2 separate regions of the Ovis aries genome follow, and region 1 is linked to region 2. A link is a contact called in public Hi-C data. All regions are on one chromosome and are shown on one strand. The core of a region is the stretch at or near the end of the contact, and the rest is flanking DNA. Distances in the headings are between cores, read along the strand shown. Region 1 has its middle 120 kb from the start of KLF6. Region 2 overlaps KLF6 (KLF transcription factor 6).

What was found. A called contact is a pair of places that touch in the nucleus more often than the background predicts.
Region 1: a contact with region 2 is called in a Hi-C map of blood, with 4 times the contacts expected there. The contact joins two enhancer-like sites. A contact is called at or near these places in 3 of 16 Hi-C or Micro-C datasets (blood, skin fibroblasts and tail adipose tissue).

What each region holds. Positions count from the first base shown.
Region 1 is chr13:44,304,130-44,309,922 of ARS-UI_Ramb_v3.0, forward strand. No RefSeq gene overlaps it. Among named protein-coding and RNA genes, the nearest start is that of KLF6, 120 kb to the left of the region's middle. Within about 2 kb of position 1,687, at least 2 of the 54 cell types and tissues checked have an H3K27ac peak or open chromatin away from gene starts, as enhancers often do.
Region 2 is chr13:44,189,800-44,195,786 of ARS-UI_Ramb_v3.0, forward strand. It overlaps KLF6 (KLF transcription factor 6), which reads left to right. Exons shown (of 4, transcript XM_012188639.4): 4 at 1-1,311. Among named protein-coding and RNA genes, the nearest start is that of KLF6, 10 kb to the left of the region's middle. Within about 2 kb of position 2,517, at least 27 of the 54 cell types and tissues checked have an H3K27ac peak or open chromatin away from gene starts, as enhancers often do.

The DNA of each region.
Region 1 (5,793 bases), core at 437-2,936, 110 kb after region 2:
TTGTCACCCCGTCTTCCCCATCTCAGAACACACATCAGTAAACACAGTTGCTGAAGCTAAAACACTGGAAACAGCATGCTTCCAGAACCTCTCTCAAATCCCCCTTCCTTCCATCTTTCCTTCAGGTACAGCATCATCTCTTCCTGAACCCCCTCACATTTTTTCTTACGGGGTCTTCTTTATTTATTCTTTATTCTTCCTGCATACCTTTCTCCACACAGCCACCGAGGTGAGCTACAAAAAAATTGTAATCAGACAGTACCATCTTCTTCTCATATCCTACCAGTGGCTTCTGCGTATTTGTACCTAAGTGGTCCTGTGTGATGGGGCACCCACCCTCTCCCACCTGTGTTCTTTTCCCACCACCCCTGCTCCCTTAGTGTCCACTCTCACCCTGGTCACACTGGACTTCTTGGTGTTGCTAAAACAGCTTAAGCTCCTTCTTAGATTGTTGTTGTTGTTCAGTCTCTAAGTTGTGTCTGACTCTTTGCGATCCCATGGACTGCAGCATGCCAGGCTTCCATTCTTCACTATCACCTGGAGCTTGCTCAGACTCATGTCCACGGAGTTGGTGATGCCATCCAACCATCTCATTCTGTGTCACCCCCTTCTCGTCTTGCCTTCTATCTTTGCCAGCATCAGAGTCTTTCCCAGTGAGTCAGCTCTTCACATCAGGTGGCCAAAGTATTGGAGCTTCAGCATCAGTCCTTCCAATGAATATTCAGGGTTGATCTCCTTTGGGATTAACTGGTTTGATCATCTTGCTGTCCAAGGGATTCTCAAGAATCTTCTCCAGCACCACAGTTTGAAAGCATCAATTCTCTAGCACTCAGCCTTCCTAATGGTCCAACACTCATATCCGAACATGACTACTGGAGAAACCCCAGCATTGACTATATGGGCCTTTGTTGGCAAAGTGATATCTTTGCTTTTTAATGCATTGTCTAGGTCTGTTGTAGCTTTCTTTTCAAAGAGCAAGTGTCTTCAAATGTCATGGCTGCTGTCATCATCCACAGTGATTTTGGAGCCCAAGTAAAGAAAATCTATCATTGTTTCCATTTTTTCCCCCATCTGTTTGCCATGAAGTGATGGGACCAGATGCAGTGATCTTAATTATTTGGAATGTTGAGTTTTGAGCCAGCTTTTTCACTCTCCTCTTTCACCTTCATTAAGAGACTCTTTAGTTCCTCTTCACTTTCTGCCATTAGAATGGTATCTGAGGTTGTTGGTATTTCTCCTGGCAATCTTCATTCCAGTTTGTGATTCATCCACCCTGGCATTTCACATGATGTACTCTGCATGTAAGTTCAATAAACAGGGTGACAGTATACAGCCTTGACATGCTCCTTTCCCAACTTTGAACCAGTCCATTGTTTCATGTCTAGTTCTAACTCTTGTTTCTTGATCTTCATGCTTGGTATTTGGGTTCGAGCCTTTAAATGAGTCACGTGGCTGACTCTTGTCCGGGCTTGGTTTCATGTCACCTCTCAGAGGGGCCTTTCCGCATGACATCGTCTAAAGCAGTCTGCTGAATCGTTGTCATTGCTTCTCTCTGTTTTTATCATGTCACCGCTCTGCTTCTGACATTGAAGTTTTCATTTGTCTGTTGTCCTTCTTTTTCCCTTCTAATGGAAGCTCCTTGAGTTGGACTGCTCTGCTTACTCATCGTGGCAGCCCTGGAATCCAGAATAATGTCTCATATTACCAGAGGCTCACAAATTGTGTAGTGAGTGAGTGGATGAACTGATGACTATTTCTTCAATTTAAGTAGAATCCAAAGTTGGATAAACACAGGAGAGAAGGATAACCTTCACTCATGTTCTGCTTTTGACAGTCAGTCCCTAACTCAGCCATATTTTCACCTCTCTCTCTCTCACCCCCTCCCATCCCCCATCCACATAAATGCAAGCTCATGTATCTGTTTGTATGTGGTATATTCTTCATGGCTTTCCTTGCTGTATTGAATACCCAGTGTATTAAGACCACAGTCTTTCAACCAGTGTCCTGATCATGTGTAAACTTAAAAAAGACGAATCATAGTATATAAAATAACCTACAAGTAAGAGGGAAGAGGTTGGCTTGTAAGAGGGAAAGAATGCCTGCTTTTTTCAAAAAGCGGAGAATGGAGCAGAGGAGCAAAGTCTGCTTGATTACTGATCCATTTCATCTCCTTTTCCTTTCTGAAAGATTTCCAGAAACCATGGGATTTCAAAGTCATGTTCTTCTGTACTTGGAAATTCTGAATGATATAAATAATTCTCAGTAGGAAATAAAATGACTGATATACATAAATAAGAAAGAAATGTTCTTGGATTGATATTTCCAGAAGTTTTCCAAACCAGCTTCTCGTTTTGGCCTAAGAGCATATAATCAGAATTCCCATCGGCTGACTCAGGCCAGTTAGGGCAAAAACAATGGCAGTTTCAACCTCTTCTCACATTGCCGAAACATGTAGATGATCTCTGAGAATTTGGCAATGTTAGCAGCAAAGGGAAATGATCCAAACATAATACAGGTTGCAAAGGTATGGGAGAAAGAATTCTAGAATGGCGTATATTTTACCATGGTAAGGTTGGCAGACAAAATGGAAAAATAATGACCAATAGGCATTTTAAAAATTATCAGAATTAGATTCCAGACTCCACAGGGGCATCCTTATGCCACAGTGGAAATGTCACTTCTTCCATTGCAGAGAGAAATACTGGATGGAAAAGCAAAAATTGTGGATGAAAAATAATGGGTAGAGGAAAATTATATTCTGCTTCTTTGAATTCCTCTTATAGTCAAGGGTTTATTTTATGACAAAATGCTATTCTTAACAGCCCTTCACTTGGAAACGTTGAAGTTAGAATTGGAAATATATTCTAGTTCGAAGACAAAAAGTAACAATCTCTTTGCACACCTTCCCTGTAAATACCACTGTAGTAGTAAAGTCATATTTCAGAAGAAAATGTAACTCATTCTGCAGCTGTCCCTCACAGCGACACTTGGAAGGTGCTGACTGGTGTCACATGGCAGCCCCAGACAGCACCTGAAGAGCATTTTATGGTGACAGGTCTTGCTCTCACCTTCTTGCTGATGTCATCTTTTTTTTTAGTGAATTTAGTTTTCCGTGTGTAGACATTGTTACCATTTCAGTTTATTCATTTATAGCTTTCAGGTTTACAAAATGTAAAAGGAAAGAAGTTGTTAAACCAAAGCCGTTAATTGTATTTCCTAGTTTGGACATGAGTGACTTCACTTTCTTTTTTTTTTTTTTTTTTTTTTGCGACTTCACTTTCACTTTTCACTTTCATGCATTGGAGAAGGAAGTGGCAACCCACTCCAGTGTTCTTGCCTGGAGAATCCCAGGACGGGGGAGCCTGGCGGGCTGCCGTCTATGGGGTCACACAGAGTTAGACATGACTAAAGCGACTTAGCAGCAGCAGCAGTTTGGAGAAAATATAGGCCAGATCAATAGGCAAAGGGAAGCCTTGGTTAAGAAAGTGGTTTTACAGCTCCTTGCCCTGGTCTGCCCAGGAGGACTCAGAGCACATCATGGACTCAGGGGGCATCACGAGGGAAGGCATTTGGGGCAGTGGTGTGCACGGTGCCCCCTGTGGTGCCCGTTCTGACTCTGCCCCCAGGACACCAGCAGTCAGGTTCTGCTGTGTCTTCCCGCCAGCTGGCCTGCGCCTTGACCCCTGACAGTTGCTGCCATTGGAGCCCTGCTGCAGCTGCACACCCTGTGCTCTCCCCTGCTCTCCTCTCAGAGGAGTCCTCATGCCCGTGCCACTCGACCCCCAGGTCTTGGTCAGCCACCGTCTGCACAGCATTGTGCCCGCTGGATCTTGACTGGGTCCTTTGCTTTGCCTGATTCACAAGTGATGCCATCTCTTGCCCACGTGGAGGGCCAGAAGGAGTTTGGTTGGGGCCGGGCTTCAGGAAGCTCCTCCAAAAGGTTGTCTTCTATGGGCTTTGGGAACAGGTGATGTGCTTATGGTAACTTAAAATGTAAGTGTCCATTTTGAAGTCACACTGGAAGAATTTTGTATTTTCTGTCTCTCTGTGCTCAACTCACTTCTTGCTTTAGAGATGACCAATGTGCCGGTGCTGGGATTGAACTTCCTTTTCACATATGAAGATACTGAAAAAGTTATGAAATATTGAAAAGTAGTCTTACCTCCCTAATGCATGGAAATACATCTCGTCAAAGACTCGTCCAGTCACATTCAGCCAAAACAAATTTATGATTTTATTTTCTTAGTAACGAGAAAAAAGAATACTTATAAATTTTCTAGGTGAAAAGAAAAAATTTTATTAAGTCATTTTAATCTTTTTGTTTGTTTTACTGTGCTCAGTAAGTTTTAGAAATTCTTGTTGTTTTGGAAATGGATACTCTGTTAGCCCCTGTGATGGTTAATTATATGTATCAACTTGAACTGGACGAGGGATATGCAGATAACTGGCAAAACATTCTAAGTGTGCCTTGAGAAAGATTCTGGAAGACGTTAGCATCAGAATCAGTAAAGGAGATCAGCTTACAAATGCTGGAGGGCATCAACCAGTCCTTTGAGGGCTCAAATAATAGAACAAGAAGGCTGAGGAATGAGCTGAGCTGAGATGGCCATCTTCTCTTGTCCTCACACTAGGGCTCCTGGTTCTCATGCCTTGAGACTCAAACTGAATCTCACCTCCGGCTTTCCTGGGTCTCTAGCTTGCAGAGGAAGCCTTTCTGGCCTCCGTAATCATGTAACCACCATGGTGTGATCACTTACCTAGAGCCAGACATCCTGGGATGCGAAGTCAAGTGGACCTTAGGAAGCATCACTATGAGCAAAGTTAGTGGAGGTGATGAAATTCCAGTTGAGCTATTTCAAATCCTAAAAGACGATGCTGTGAAAGTGCTGCACTAAATATGCCAACAAACTTGGAAAATGTAGCAGTGGCCACAGGACTGGAAAAGGTCAGTTTCCATTCCAATCTCAAAGAAGGGCAGTGCCAAGGAATGTTCAAACTACCTCACAGTTGCACTCATCTCACACACTAGCAAAGCAGTGCTCAAAATTCTCCAAGCCAGGCTTCAACAGTTCATGTTTGGGAGCGCATGTAAGAATTAAAGATTTTAAAATTTAAAAAATAAAAAACTAAAAAAAAAAAAAAAAACAAAAACAGTATGTGAACCAAGAACTTGCAGATGTTCAAGCTGGATTTAGAAAAGGCAGAGGAACCAGAGATCAAATTGCTAATATCTGTTGGATCATCGAAAAAGTAGAGGAGTTCCAAAAACCATCTACTTCTGTTTTATTGACTACACCAACACCTTGACTGTGTGGATCACAACAAACTGTGGAAAATTCTTCAAGAAATGAGAATACCAGATCACCTTGCCTGCCTCCTGAGAAATCTGTATGCAGGTCAAGAAGCAAAAGTTAGAACCGGACATGGAACAACAGACTGGTTCCAAATTGAGAAAGGAGTATGTCAAGGCTGTATATTGTCACCCTGTTTACTTAACTTCTATGCAGAGTACATCATGTGAAATGCCAGGCTGGATGACGCATAAGCTGGAATCAAGATTGCCGGGAGAAATATCAATAACCTCAGATATGCAGATGACACCATGCGTATGGCAGAAAGCAAAGAGGAACTAAAGAGCCTCCTGATGAAAGTGAAAGTGGAGAGTGAAAAAGTTGGCTTAAAATTCAGCGTTCAAAAAATGAAGATCATGGCATCTAGTCCCATCACTTCTTGGTAAATTGATGGGGAAACAATGGAAACAGTGAGAGACTTTATTTTCTTGGGCTCCAAAAT
Region 2 (5,987 bases), core at 1,267-3,766:
TTTTTAAAAGTGGGCGAAATTCTTGTGTATGTACATTTGTGTGTATAGTATGTGTATGTGTGTGTGTGTATATATATATATACATATATATGAATAATATATAAATATTTTTTTAAGGAGAAATTAGAATGTATAGCTAGAAAATTCCACAGCCTGTAAAGACCTATTTCAAAATGGCCATAAAGGAGGTAAAAATGAAAACTATAACTTTTATAAAGGCTTTATCTTTCATTTAACTATTTGCCACAGGCCCTTGGCATCAGATCTCTTCCAGACTGCCAAGTCACTCATCGTAATTGGTGGGTCTGGGATAGGGTCCCTTGGCCATTCAGAACTGCCATGAACGGAATACTAGCCCGCTGGTTGTTTGGTCTCAGACACACTAAGGTTTTGATTTCAAATGTCAGCCTTATTGAAGATCTAACCTAAAAGTAAGCTAATCACAGAGATTCTTTTTGAGAGCATTTTTTATGCAGATGAAGCTATTTTTTTTCCAGCACATAGATTCTTCCAGTTTTTCCAACAAGTAATTTCCCCGAATTGGCATACCACAGCATGGACAGCTGATCCTCCATGCAGCTGCTGGTCAAGGGTGTGGATCTTCTCTTTATATATATTTATATATATATATATATATATGCACATAAGTCTGGCTGGGCTGGTATTTTGTTTGATCTTCCTGAAAATGAGCAATGGTAAAAGCTCATATAACTGGTTTGTTTGTTTTGTTTTTTTAATCTGGGCTGATGGATACACTTACCTAAAGAAATTATTTTGCTGAGGGGGAAAATGCACTTTTTTCTTTTGGCAGTTCCAAATCCAGACACTTGATTTGCTGGATTTTGGAGGAAAAAAAAAAAAACTCCTTTTTTGGCCCTGCTGTGTGCTTAGCCATAACAGTTCCATTAAGCAAGAAGGTAAACAAAAGACAAAAAATAAAAAACTTGCACTGGCTTGTCTCACTTATGAAACACCGTGGAGTGGTTTGATTGGGTGGGGCTGGGTGCCATGTATGTCAATGCCTGTAATTTTCATAATAAGCAAGTACATAAAGAATTACAATTCTGTTCAGGTGATAACTGAGCCTCAATCAAGCAGAAACTTTTTGCTTGACATTAAAAAAAAATTTCTATTAGTGAAATTTCTTTCTTTTTATTTTGAAGCACCCTGTTATCTGAAAAAAAATCTTTGTAAGATTTTTGTAAAATTTTGTTTTACAAGATTTTATTTGAAATTGTTTTTTGCAAGATTGTTATATTTCTGTATGAATGTATTTTTTATTGGAATAACATAAAAGAATTCTTATCAGCATCTTGAGTCTGGCTGTTTTGTGTGTGGCGGGGTGGTGTGGAGGGAGGGAGTGTTGAAACAAATTCCTGCCAGATTAATCACGGGGCTCCTCCTTGGGAAATCTTCCTTATGCAACCCCAGCAGCCACTTGCCTGTCTCCCTCCCACTCACCGTCCTGGCAGCAAAGGTGGAAATAGGAGCCTGGGGTTGGTCCCCTGATGCGCACTGGGTTCTCCAGGGCCTGGCCACCAGGCTTTGGGGCTCAGGAGGAAACTCTGGCTGTGCTTTCACTTGTCACTCCAGCCTGGGAATAAACTGCAGAGGCTTCCGAGGAACGAGGAACGTGGAACAAGCACCTCCTGTTCACTTCCGATGTTCCTGGGGACCTGTTCAAGGTCAGATGCTCCTCGGCACCTGTTCCAGAGATGGGGGCCACCCCCAACCTGGCCTGAACACCTGGCTGGGTTGTCACCCAAGAGGGTGGAAAGGACACAGTGGGGACAGCAGGCCCCAGAGCCATCCCTCTGGCCTTCAGGACACCCTCCCTTACCTCTCCTGCCCTACCATCACCTTCTCTGGTCAGACCAGCAAAATAGGGCAGGAGGTGAAAGATTATTTACCTGATAGACCAATTTTTTTGTTGTTGTTGTTTTCCCTTTAGGCAGATGGGATTCATTCAACGCAAATTTTTTTTTTTTTGAAAATAGGGTAGCTTTTGGTTTTCTAGAAACATTTCCCAGCATGAGATCATAATCCTGCTGTGTGATGAGTGGCAAACGAGTTTGTGTTCAGATCATGTTAAGCTCCTTAGTGGGGACAGGGTGGAACTGGTGTGTGCCTGCTAGAGGGGGCAGTGGGATGCTGGAAATTTCCGAGAGATTGAGCTTAAGCTCGTTCTTAGTTTAGGGAAGTTCTCTAGTTGTTGCAGGAAGGGCCCCCTGCGTCTGTAGCGGTTCTACATTTGGCCTCGTGAGCAGGGTTTACACAAGCTGCCTCTTAATTTGATAATTGGGGAGGAGAAGCTGAAGTGCGTCCCCAGATTAGGAATGTTAAGTAATTTTCTTTCTAGAACTGCGGTAAAAATATCAGCCATTCGAAAGGAGTGTGGTGTGGGAGGGTGAAGGAAGCAGATGCAGTTTTTGCCAGGACTCTTGGGTGTGTTGTGTTCAAAGCACATGTCAGGATGACTAATAGTTGGATTGCCCCGACTGTAGCGCTAAATAAAGGCTTGATAATGCATTCTCGACTACTAGCGAGACTTGACCACTTTGTCATGCGAGGACTATGCCGAACAGCCCAGTTATGTTCAAATAAGGCTGCTAGGAGAACTGCCATGCAAGGAATCAGCTGTAAACCAAGGATATTTATAGAAGGACAAAAATTTTCACTCTGCTTAACAAAAGTGTTGAAACCTAGCTAAAAGAAAAGATCTGTTCTGTGTGCTTTTGGACAATTTGCTGAGCCACACTGGACCTCAGCTTTCTTATTGCTGAAATATTTTGGGCTTAGTCACATGTATCTAGCGTTTTGTAGAGCACTGCAATTCTGTGGTCTGTGAGTATAGGGTGGACTTCAAATTACACGTCCACCCTCCTCGGAATGCTCCGCTCAGATCTAGAAAGTTCTCTCACGCCACAGTAGACGGTATTGTTGAGAAAATTGCTCTGACTTAGAATGGAAAGGGGAACGTTCTCAAATATCCCTTTGCCCCTTTAATTACAGTTAAGTTATTTAGACATTTGGTGCCATAATACATACCATTTTTTAAAATTCAAAACAAAAACAAAAAACAACTCTTTGAAAACAGCCATTGTAGCCACGGCAGGCCCAAAGCCTCTAAGTTCTCCCAGCTCACCAATCCCATGGCACAGGTTCCCAGCTGACCTGTGTGCCCAGAGGGCGGGGGAGGTGATGGAGTCAGGTTGTTTACTTTTATATTTTAATTGCTGTGGAGAAAGAACGTAGCTTTCCTATGTAACTTCCTTCTTAGTTTTTAACCTTATGCCACCATGAGCTATTTTTTTTCTCTAAGTTTTAAAAAATTGCATCTATGTATTATTTTATTTTTTTATCTTTGGCTGTGCTGGGTCTTCACCACCGCAAAGGCTTTTTTCTAGTTGTGGTGCCACAGTTCCTCACTACGGCGGCTTCTCTTGTTACAGAGCACAGACTCTCAGATACACAGGCTTCAGTAGTTGTGGCTTGTGGTAAGCTAGGCTTTTTTTTTTTTAACAACTTTCCTTCCCAACTTGAAATATTCCCCTCGTCAAACTGGGTGATGATGAAAGCGATAGTATCTACCATTTGTTATGTCTTAACTACGAACTGGGGAGGGAATATGTTATATATGTGTGTCTGTGTGTGACTTCATATATATTTCCCAGTGTACTTCACATGGCAGACTTTATCCCCATTTCACAGGTGAGGACTACTGAGGCACCACTAGATGAAGCTGCTTTTTCTAGGTGGCTCAGTAGGACGCATCAGGCCTGGCATCCAGGCCACGTCTCTCAAATGCCAAAGACCAAAGGTTTAATCACCCTCTGGCACTAGTTTCTGTCTCACCAGAGCCTTCCACTCATCCTGATGGATTTACCTTAAAATGAAGTTACGTTTAAGAAAGGGAGACAGAACTTTCTTATAATTCAGAAACACTGAAGCTATAAACTGTGCTGTAATCCTAAGCAAACAAAAGTAACCATTTTGAATTGCTTTCAAGAAATGAGACAGATGGCACGTATTTATTTTTAATGTTTAAGAAGCTCGAGAAAGCAGTCGGGGATGTGATATCCTACATTAATTGGCAAGCATCACCTAATGTACATAGTTAAGACACAAAGAGAAGAAAATTAGGTCCATGCATCACATAAATGAGGCAATACAGCAAAGTGTATTTAACCAGATTTATTTTATAACATGGTCTCTCTGTTTCACTCTAAGTAATTTTAATGAGAATTCTCTAAATGTCTATGAATGGTAAGAGACAAAGACGAGATGGAGTCTGGGTACTGCATGTCCTCATAGGAGCCATGCTGGATTGAGCAGTAAGCACAGAATTTTCAATAAAAGTCAGATTTAACTAGAATGCCCTTTGTCACTGTGAGTTCCTGCACATTCATGTTGCTAAACCTTGTGCTGACTTCCCTTTACATAATTGCACTAAAAAAAAAAAAGATGTCATATGATCTAGAACTCTTACTTAAATTCGTAGCTCCCATCCGAAGGTGACGTGAACAAACAATTAGTAACTTTTTACAAGGCTTAGCTGCTGACAGTGGATCGTGTTCACCATGATGCAGAAATCACATCTTGGAAGCTCTGTAATTGCTTGCTTTCCAAGCACCCATGCTGGTGACTTGCATGTATGGATTGAGCCTAGCTCTGTTTCCCTTGATTTCTTAAGCTTCATGTTACCACATTTCATTGTGGTTGTGCAAGACTTGCTTCCAGATGCACAAGATAGGTGATGACAAGCATGGGCTTTATCAATTAACTCACCGTAAAAAAAGGCGGCCCTGCCTGGGTGTCGTTTGCCGACTGCATGGCCGTGGAGATGGCAGAGTGGTGACCCTGTGGGGGTAGGTGAAGTGGCAGTAAGTAAGCTGTGCCCTGTCTTCCCTTTCAGCAGGAATTTGACAAAATCTTCATCAACTGTCACCTCTATGTTCACTCAGTTTACCATCCTCCCCAAAATAGGTCATTTACTTGAAAGTTCAAAAGCTGTGTGACTTCCCAAGAGACATATATGTATACATGTGTGAGTGTTTTAACTGTAAAACTTTAACTCTTTGTGGTAAACTTGCCTTTGGGCAACATTCAGATAGAGAAAATTTTTAGTTGAAGAAAATGGAAGAGAATCTCAATGTTTCCTAAGGACTGAACTGTGATGATACGGTTTGGAATGTCTGTCTGTCGTCCAGCTACATCAGATGATGGAGAGGGGGTGACAGGAGCTGAGACCTCTGAGAGTCCGGCGTGGGTGAGGCTGCCCCTGCCACCTGAATGAGCCCCAGTAAAGCCAGGATGGGCCTCTGCTTGGTGAAGAGTAGCCCGTGAGGATGGCCCAGGGGATCACCACCCACCTCCTGGGTTTCTCCAGCCCCTGCTGCAGGGCGCATTTGACGTGACTCAGGAGGAGGGGACAAAGGGAGCAGGTTCAGTCCCATTTTGGCCAGAAATGTTTATGGCGTTTGAGAGAGGAAGGCTTACTGGCAGCTTCTGGTTCATCATTAATCAGTCATGACCCACCCACTGGGCACTTCCCGTAGGTAACAAGGAGCTTGCCTTTTAAGGAGGTGAGAATTCCAGCAAGTAGTCCAAATGGCACCTGGAAATGAAGAGACAGGACGAGGATGGGGAAAGTCGTTCAGGGAACGTCGTTCACCTTTCTTTATGGTGACTTTCCTTGGAAATCCTTAACAGTAGCCTATGCTAAGAATTGTGTGTTTTTAAGGGAATCCTATTAATTGTATTTTGCAGAGACTGGGCAGGTATTACCCTATTGTGTTCCTAGGAGGCAGCGATGACCGCTCTCACCTGCCGCTCTCGAAATGAATCACTGATCCCTGGCTTGGAGATGGTTACTAGAAACCCTTTCAGCTTTGTTTTCCCCCATCTCTGAAATGAGAATAGTGAGACCCTTTTCAGATCATTGAAAGATTAGAGACAAGGGATATAGGGATCAATAGTAGTCATGA